2 separate regions of the Anas platyrhynchos genome follow, and region 1 is linked to region 2. Evidence: chromatin contacts called from public Hi-C data. All regions are on one chromosome and are shown on one strand. Each heading gives the region's core, a stretch centred on a gene start, on an enhancer-like site or on the middle of the called end of the contact. The rest is flanking DNA. Distances are from core to core; before and after follow the strand shown. Region 1 has its middle 12 kb from the start of H6PD. Region 2 overlaps GPR157 (G protein-coupled receptor 157).

Region 1 (3,627 bases), core at 438-2,937, 34 kb before region 2:
TGTCATAAAATCAGATCATTCTCTGCCTTTAAAACTGCTACTTAAAAAACAGTGAAGTGCTCTGGAATTGAACAGGAGAACAGGCTTCACTGGAGTTGGTACAAGTGACAAAAGCATGAGAACTGTAGACACGCAGCTAAATTTTCTGGAATTTGGCTTTTTGGAAGTCAGTATGAGAGCCTATTGGAAGGCCTTGCATTGATTCCTTGCAAACTTAGCACGATGACTGTACCAGATATAGAGAATAATGATCATAGAGGACAAAAATGAGCCAAATTGAGGCTTGTGCCTTTCAAGTAGGAGTCCCTGTTCTGAAGTGCCATCCTACTGGGGCTTCTATTCAGGTGAAGTGTAACTGATTGCGTACAGCCAAAAGCAAGGTAAGAGCAAAAACCCTTCAGTGCTGAGCAGTGGGAGGAGAAGTTGCAAAAGGTGAACCAAGAGGAGGGGAAAGGAAGGGGGGTGTGCTTGATGCTCTGCCCTACTACATCCTATGCTGCTCCAGGCTTTACCTGCCTGGGGAGGGATCCTCAGCAAACAGTAAGTCTTAGCTGGAGCTCACAGCACCTCGAGCACCACCCTAGACTTATGCTGGGTTGCTATAGGCATAGCACAGGATAGATACCTAAAAAGAATGACTGTAACAAGTCAGTGTAGTGAAAAGCCTGACTCGGTACCTACATTGTGCTTCTGGAAATCTAAACTCAGCTGCAGCTAGTGAAAGACTGCTGTGGTTCATTTCCTCCTTCAATGCTGTCTCTCTTCTGGAAAGCAACTCTGTGTTTTTGACTGCCATATTGTGGCTGGAGTGGGTTTTAGCATTTTGGGCTGCCTGGGGTATTTGCCACTGTTAATGGTGTCTTTATAGGAGCATAAAGTGTTTTAAGAAAGTACTGGCGTTATAAAATGTAAGGAAAATTATTCCCAGTGCCTGCTCTTAGGGCTCACGAGCTTGCATAAAGATCTGTCGTACCAAATTCTTTGTGGTTAAGGCCAGCATTGCTACCAGAGCATCAGATTGCTCTGCTCTACTATATGCTTAATGAGTGGGACTTAAACGGTGGTTTACTTGTGGATACCAATCCCCCATTATCTGTTTGCAGTGGCTGGTATCACAATAGTTAAAGACTGAGTCAAATGACAGCAGGTATTTTTGGAGGAGAAGGTCATGGGTTCTGAGTGGTGCCCCACTGCAGAAAGCACACATCCTTTAAATAATTGGAAATGTCTGCAGTTTAACTCTTGCTCTTGATGGTGCCGTGAAGTCAAATCAAATGTAGTATAGTGCAAATGTTGCTTATTTCCAAGCTGTGTGCGCTTCTTCCCCCAGGCCCCCTAATTAATGATATACTTCCCGGATATTGTGTGGCACTGCAGCAAACTTGCCATAAATTATTGCCTTCCAAGAGGTCTGGATTGGAGCGAAGAAATAGAAGTGTTGTGAGGAAGGGCCTGCTGTATTTTACAAAGGGGGATTTAAAAATCACTGCTGGACCCCAACTGGAGAGCCACTGGGAATGCTGGTTTCGGTGGGGAATAGGGGAGATGCACTTGCCCTTCCCGAATAACTGTGTCAAGCACTTAGCACTTCTGCCCATTTTCCCACTGACCTGAAAGGCTTGGAGTGGGGCAAGGGAGAGAGGCTGCTGCTTGCAAAACCTCTGCAGATTCATCCAGTTGGCTCTTGCACTGCAGAACCCGGAGCGATGGGGAATGCAGGGGGCGGAGGGAAGTGTTGGCTGTCTCCGTTGTGCAATGTGATGCACCAGTGTATTAAAAAGCCTTACCAGCTGCTGTAAATTGCTTTCTGCCCATCCCCATCTGACATGTGAACACAAGAATTCCCATGTGCCAGGAATCTTAATGGTTTTTCCCTCTACTTCTGTGCCTGGGCATAAATGTCCTTAAGATGCAATTTTTCCAGCTAAACCCTTAGAATTTCTAATTATGCTACGAGATCAGAGCTGCAGCAGGCTTGCCATTCGGCTGCCCTCCTTGTGCCTTTCCCCTGCTTTTCAGACAACTGATCTTTTGAGAAGGAAGAGTCCCTGCTGCTGAGTGAGCAAGAACTGAAATTTGGCAAATCTAAATGGGTTTGAATTTGCATCAATATTCTGCTGCAAGTAACTGTTTATAAACTGAGGGCAAAGCTTACCTCATCTTAAAAGCTTACGTGTGATGAACAGAAAGTACTCTGTTCTCGTCTGAAAGATCAAAATTGAGAAAGGTTGTGCTTATTGAAGATGCCCTTCATTTGGCTCAGCAGTGTTTGTGTTGAATCCTGGGGCGGGGGGGAAGGTCCCTGCCCCATAAAACTTGGTTGAATATATTCAGCAGAATATATTCAAGAGGAGCATGGATTTGGCCTTGAATGAGCTGTTGACCTTGAATTGTTGGTGAAAAATTTGAGGCCTAAAATACACGGATTGTAATTTAGCACCAGTCAGAACTTGTCAATACCTTTTTTAAAAGATGGGGAGTCAGCTGATTAAATGCACTTTGATTAAACGGGGGGGATTAGCTGGAGAGACATCTCCAGCTGTGAAGGTCACTGTCAGAACAGGGGGAAAGTTGCTGGTTGGGGTCATCCCCAAAGTGCTGCTTTGGCTCGTGTGGAGCTGCCAGGCTCAGAAATGCTTCCTCACACATCCCTGCTCCCAGGGGATGCCCGACTGCAACTTTACACATAGTGCTGAACACACTTCTTTGGGTAGAAGTCACTGCTGTGCTACTGCAGCAGTGCTGTCAGCAGCGGGGCATGCAGCAAGAGCCTGTGTCTCCTTCGTGCAGTGTCTGGAGCTGCTCGCTGTGCTTCAGAGCAACCTTTGGGTGGCTCCAGGCAAAGGGGGGCTTGGGACAAATGTCCTTGAGCTGGAGGGCAGGAGGAGGCTGGGCACTGAGACCTCTCCCTGGATTAACCTGGGTTGTGGATGAGCTTGTAAGTTAGAACAGCGGGTTGCAGCCTTGAGGGGATGGACCTGGGGCTGAATTTCAGGCCGTGATCCTAGCCTGAGGCCTTCTTACAGAGCCAGTAAAATCAGCATCCCTCAGGGCAAAAGTGCTCTGCAGAGAAGCTGCGTAAATGAGGTTACGGCATGCCGAGGGTAAAACCGAGCAGGATCCTTGTGTACACCTGGTTTAAAGGAGTTTAAAGGAGGGGTGGTGCAAATGAGACCAGCTCCTCCTCGGAGGCTCGGTCCTATGGACAGGCGAGGCAGTCTGTCAGTCTCCAGTTACCCAATATCAGCTCCAGGGCCCTGGGTAGCTGGGGGAGAAGCGGAGAGGAGGGAGCACTTGGTGGTTTGCTGGCAAGTCACCCGCTCTTTGATGCACTGCAGCAAAAGCCCTATCTGAAAACTCTTCAGCGAAGGACATTGCAGGGAAGGGGGGGGGGGGGGGGACGGGACTGAAAGATGCTGCTGCCAGCACTGTGACAGCCAACCCCTGTCCTCTGCTCCCCTCGCAGTCATTTAGCAATTGAGTTGGCCAAGCCCGTTGCCCTGTGTCTGAGCAGGATGCAGTGTCCTTTCCCTGGATGTCCTTCAACTGCAACGAGGGATGGTCCTGCCTGTAGGCAAGTCCCGGGGGCTTTATTTTCACCCTTCGGGTAACAGCCGGGGATGAGGA
Region 2 (3,798 bases), core at 1,124-3,623:
AAGCTGGAACTGATGAATTTCCTTGAAATGTCTGATTATTTTCTAGATTCTTTCCAATTTCACTTTGGGTTTGTGATCCTTTGTGCTTAATGTTAGTTGTGATAACCTTCTGATCGCAATGCACTCTTTCTGTGAAAACTGAAGCTTAAATTAGGCTCCTGATGCGTGGCAGTTTTTTTCCCCAATCTTTCTTTTATTGGTTAGGTACTTGAAGACTTCTTTTTTTCGGTCCCTTGCTAGTGAGCTGTTACTTCATACTGTAGCCTCTCCTTATGTGTATGTCCTCACACTGTTCTTTTATATTTATAACTAGCAATTTGACCCAGTTTGATCTCCTCATATCATTCTCTTTCAGTTTCAGGTCACTGTGGAGATCATTATTTAGGCAAATTAGTTTCTTAATACATTTCCTTTGTCCTGGTGCTGGATTCATTTGTGCTTATGTCCTTTAATATGGTTTCTTTAAGGAAGGGCCAGTTCTCTTGAGTGCTTATCCGTACCTCAGTGGTCAGTTCTGCCAGATATTGAAATGTGAACCTCTGAGCCTAGAGTCCTCGTTCTTGGGCCACTTCACCATTTTTACCAGAATGAGAAGGTTTTGAGAGGTGTAGAGGGAATTTTCATGGTGGTGTTGGTGCCTGGTGTGTGTTCAGGAGGCTCTGATAACAACACAAGGAGGATTCCCTGCAGCAGAGCTGTCCTTAAACACCACCACCAATTGACTCCGAATATCTTATACCTTTCTATTTACATTTGTTTTGTGTGTGTATAGGTGATGTTAGGAGCATGATCCTGTCCATGTTCTCTGTAGCTCCTCCAGGCCACCAGCAATACAAGTATGAACCAGGATGATGGTGAGACCAGTACAGCACTGGCTTTTTCTTTGCGTCTGCAGAGAGCAGGGTGTTCATGCTGAAAGCTCAATCTCAGCTCTCTGAGGCATCTGGCATTTTTTGAGGAACCGTCCCTCGTAAGCTTCCTCAGAAATGTTTTCTGAGGGTGAATGTGGGAAGGGCAGGTGATGTGATTTAGCTCCAGTGTTTCAGCCACGGGGTGATGTGTGAGCTGGACATCGTGGGCCGGGGCAGCTCTGTGAAGTCCTGGGTATTCACAGCTGACGGGAAGGGGCTGGGTGTTTTTACATCTGGGCTGGGGGAATCTTTTGATTCTTGCTCACGGCTTTTTGTGGGCAGCCCGAGCTGCTGAGTGACTTAGTCCCTGTGTGTCACCGCAGTTATTTTTCTGCTAGGTGCTTCCCTATATCTGCCTCCTCTGGCAGGACAGAAGCTGACGTCAAAACACAGCTCCAAATGATGTGAAACTGGCTCCTGTTTGCTTCCCCAGCTTTAATGCTGTTACCACCAGTGCTTTTCTTTGGGAAAAAACTTTCCCTTGGTCCTTCAGAAATGATTCTTGCTCCCAAAATATTGACTACACCTCCATCAAAACATCCAAATAACCCCACCACTACTACTAGCACCACCATCAACTACAAAGACACAAATGATGCAATGAAATCGTGGATTTCTTTGTGTCACCTGTGCAAAGCGTCACGTAGGAATCAGTGTGGGGTTTGGTTGCTTGTGTTTTGAAAGCCATGAATGTGCCAGCTTGTTCTCGAATGGCTGGCTCCTGCAGGATGGGCACGTTGTACTGTGCTGTGACCTGCCAAATCCTGGACCTCACCTGCTAGGTATGCAGGCCAGGTCTCATTTCTGGTGCTCAGGTTGGCACATCATCACCTGTCCATTCTTTGTGTGTCCTCCAGGACTGAGATCCCAGGTTCTTAGAGTGGATCCCAGGGAATTGAAGCAGGGACTGTGTGGGTTTGTGTTCCCCACCGGGTGCCTGTCACAGCCACATCCCTTAGGCCTGGTGCAGGAGTGCTGGCATCCTGCAGGAGGAATTGGCATCCTGTGCGATGAAAGATCCCTTCGTCTGTCACCCATTTCTCCCAGGGTATTAAGGGGACTAAACTGAGTGTGTTCTTAGCTTAACCTTGCTGCTCTTGTTCTTTCCTCAGCTGGGGCGTCCCCCTTTGCATTACGGTTGCGGCTGTTGCTCTGAAGAAGATTGGCTACGATGCCTCCAATGTTTCTGTGGGCTGGTGCTGGGTCAACTTCGATGCAGAGGATCGGGTCTTGTGGATGCTGCTAACGGGGAAAGTTTGGGAGATCCTGGCCTATGTGACTTTGCCAGTGCTCTACATCCTCATCAAGAAGCACATTAACAGAGCGGTGAGTACTTTGCTGCTTTCAGATCACATTACAGGCTTGCTGTGGGATTGTATCCTCCCACTCTGAAGATTTCGCTGTGTATTAGCAGCTACACAGGCAGGAATTGCTTCATAAACTGCTGAAATATGTCCAACTGCTGGGAGAAGCAGTCCTGCTGAGTCAGCAGCCCGTAGCATCATTGCACAATGACTTAGCACCAGAAGAATGTAAAAGCCTCTTGAAAACTTAAGGGGTTACGAGATGAAATGTGAGTCCTGCAGTAGGAATTGAGACAATGTGTGAAGGACAAAATTCAGCTTTTATCAGTCATCCATACATTTCCACTTGTACCAAGCCTGAATTTGGCCTCTGGACTGACTTACCTAACCACAGTCATTTTAGGATTGCTAATGACAGCTTGCTTCTGAGTCCCTATTTGTACTTGCAGGCCTCAGAGGGTTCTTTGCTGCTGTTTATTGTGAGCACAAAGAATCCAGACGTATTGGACAATACTTGCATAATAGAAATGAAATCTAAATGATGACATTGGCGGAAAGAACAACACCTAATTAGTTGCATTAGAAAAAGAAATCCAGAGAAATGTCCTTCTGGAATGTGTTGCCGTGCACACCTGCTTGCTGTGGTGAAGCTATGGCAGTAGTCATGGATAAACACAACTCTGGTGAGGGCAGGATTCCCCAGGCAAGCTGGCAGGACAGCACAGTCCGTGCTGGTCCCAAGGGATCCAGGGAAGGGAAGCTGGGAAGGCTTTGCTCGTGCCTGTCACCGCTACAGACACAAGGCAGACAGGACTCAATGTTCCAGCAGCTGTTGAAGACAGCAACGTGACTGCCTGGAAAGCTGATCCCCCTGCTGCTCTGCCAGGGACACGTGGCTGCTCTGTTCTCCCGTCCTGCTGAGAGCCACTTGATGCTCGGAGCGGGGTCGGAGCAGCAGCACATGGGGCTTGCTGGGCTGGAGAAGCCCTCCTCTAGGAGCTTCACACTTCCAAGGAAGAGCAACAGCCGGCCAAGGCTGGGTTTGGGCTGGACTTTTGGGTTTTGCAGGGTTGGTTCTGGCATGGTTTCAGATTGTGGAAGTATCTGCTGTGGGGGAGGCATGTAGTGGGCATATGAATCTTTCTGAATGAGAGCTGAGGAGTCACACCTGGGATTACTGGAGCCCAGGAGAATGCTGCATGAAAGCCGTGCGTGCTCGGTAGCCCTGGTGGCAGGAGAAATAGTCTTCAGCAGGTGAGCTGTCCTGAGACTTAATCTCTTCACCTGCATTGCCATGCTGGTATTCATGATCATGTGTCCCCACAGGTGCTCCATGGGTTGTGGTGCCCTGGTCTCCCCCATCCGGGATGCTGCATCCATCCAGCAGCTTCCAGCATGGAAAGATCTCAGGGCCTTGTACCTCCAACTGCCCTTATCCAGGGCATAGATCCCAGAAACATTTTACTACCTGTAATGTTAGAGAGGCTTGCTGGCTTTTTAAACCTATGGAAGACCGTTGCTAACAGTGTATGGTCAGAAATCAAGCACCAGGTCCTGCACAGGGACTGCTGGATCTGTAAAAT

The links. Hi-C and Micro-C count contacts between places; a contact is called where the count stands out from the background.
Region 1: a Hi-C map of skeletal muscle shows a contact between it and region 2, with 3 times the contacts expected there. The contact joins two enhancer-like sites. A contact is called at or near these places in 2 of 8 Hi-C or Micro-C datasets (liver and skeletal muscle).

Annotation. Positions count from the first base shown.
Region 1 is chr22:4,025,306-4,028,932 of IASCAAS_PekinDuck_T2T, reverse strand. No RefSeq gene overlaps it. Among named protein-coding and RNA genes, the nearest start is that of H6PD, 12 kb to the left of the region's middle. Within about 2 kb of position 1,687, at least 1 of the 8 cell types and tissues checked has an H3K27ac peak or open chromatin away from gene starts, as enhancers often do.
Region 2 is chr22:3,992,231-3,996,028 of IASCAAS_PekinDuck_T2T, reverse strand. GPR157 (G protein-coupled receptor 157) reads left to right here. Exons shown (of 9, transcript XM_072026989.1): 6 at 2,024-2,237. Among named protein-coding and RNA genes, the nearest start is that of SLC2A5, 8.0 kb to the right of the region's middle. Within about 2 kb of position 2,373, at least 4 of the 8 cell types and tissues checked have an H3K27ac peak or open chromatin away from gene starts, as enhancers often do.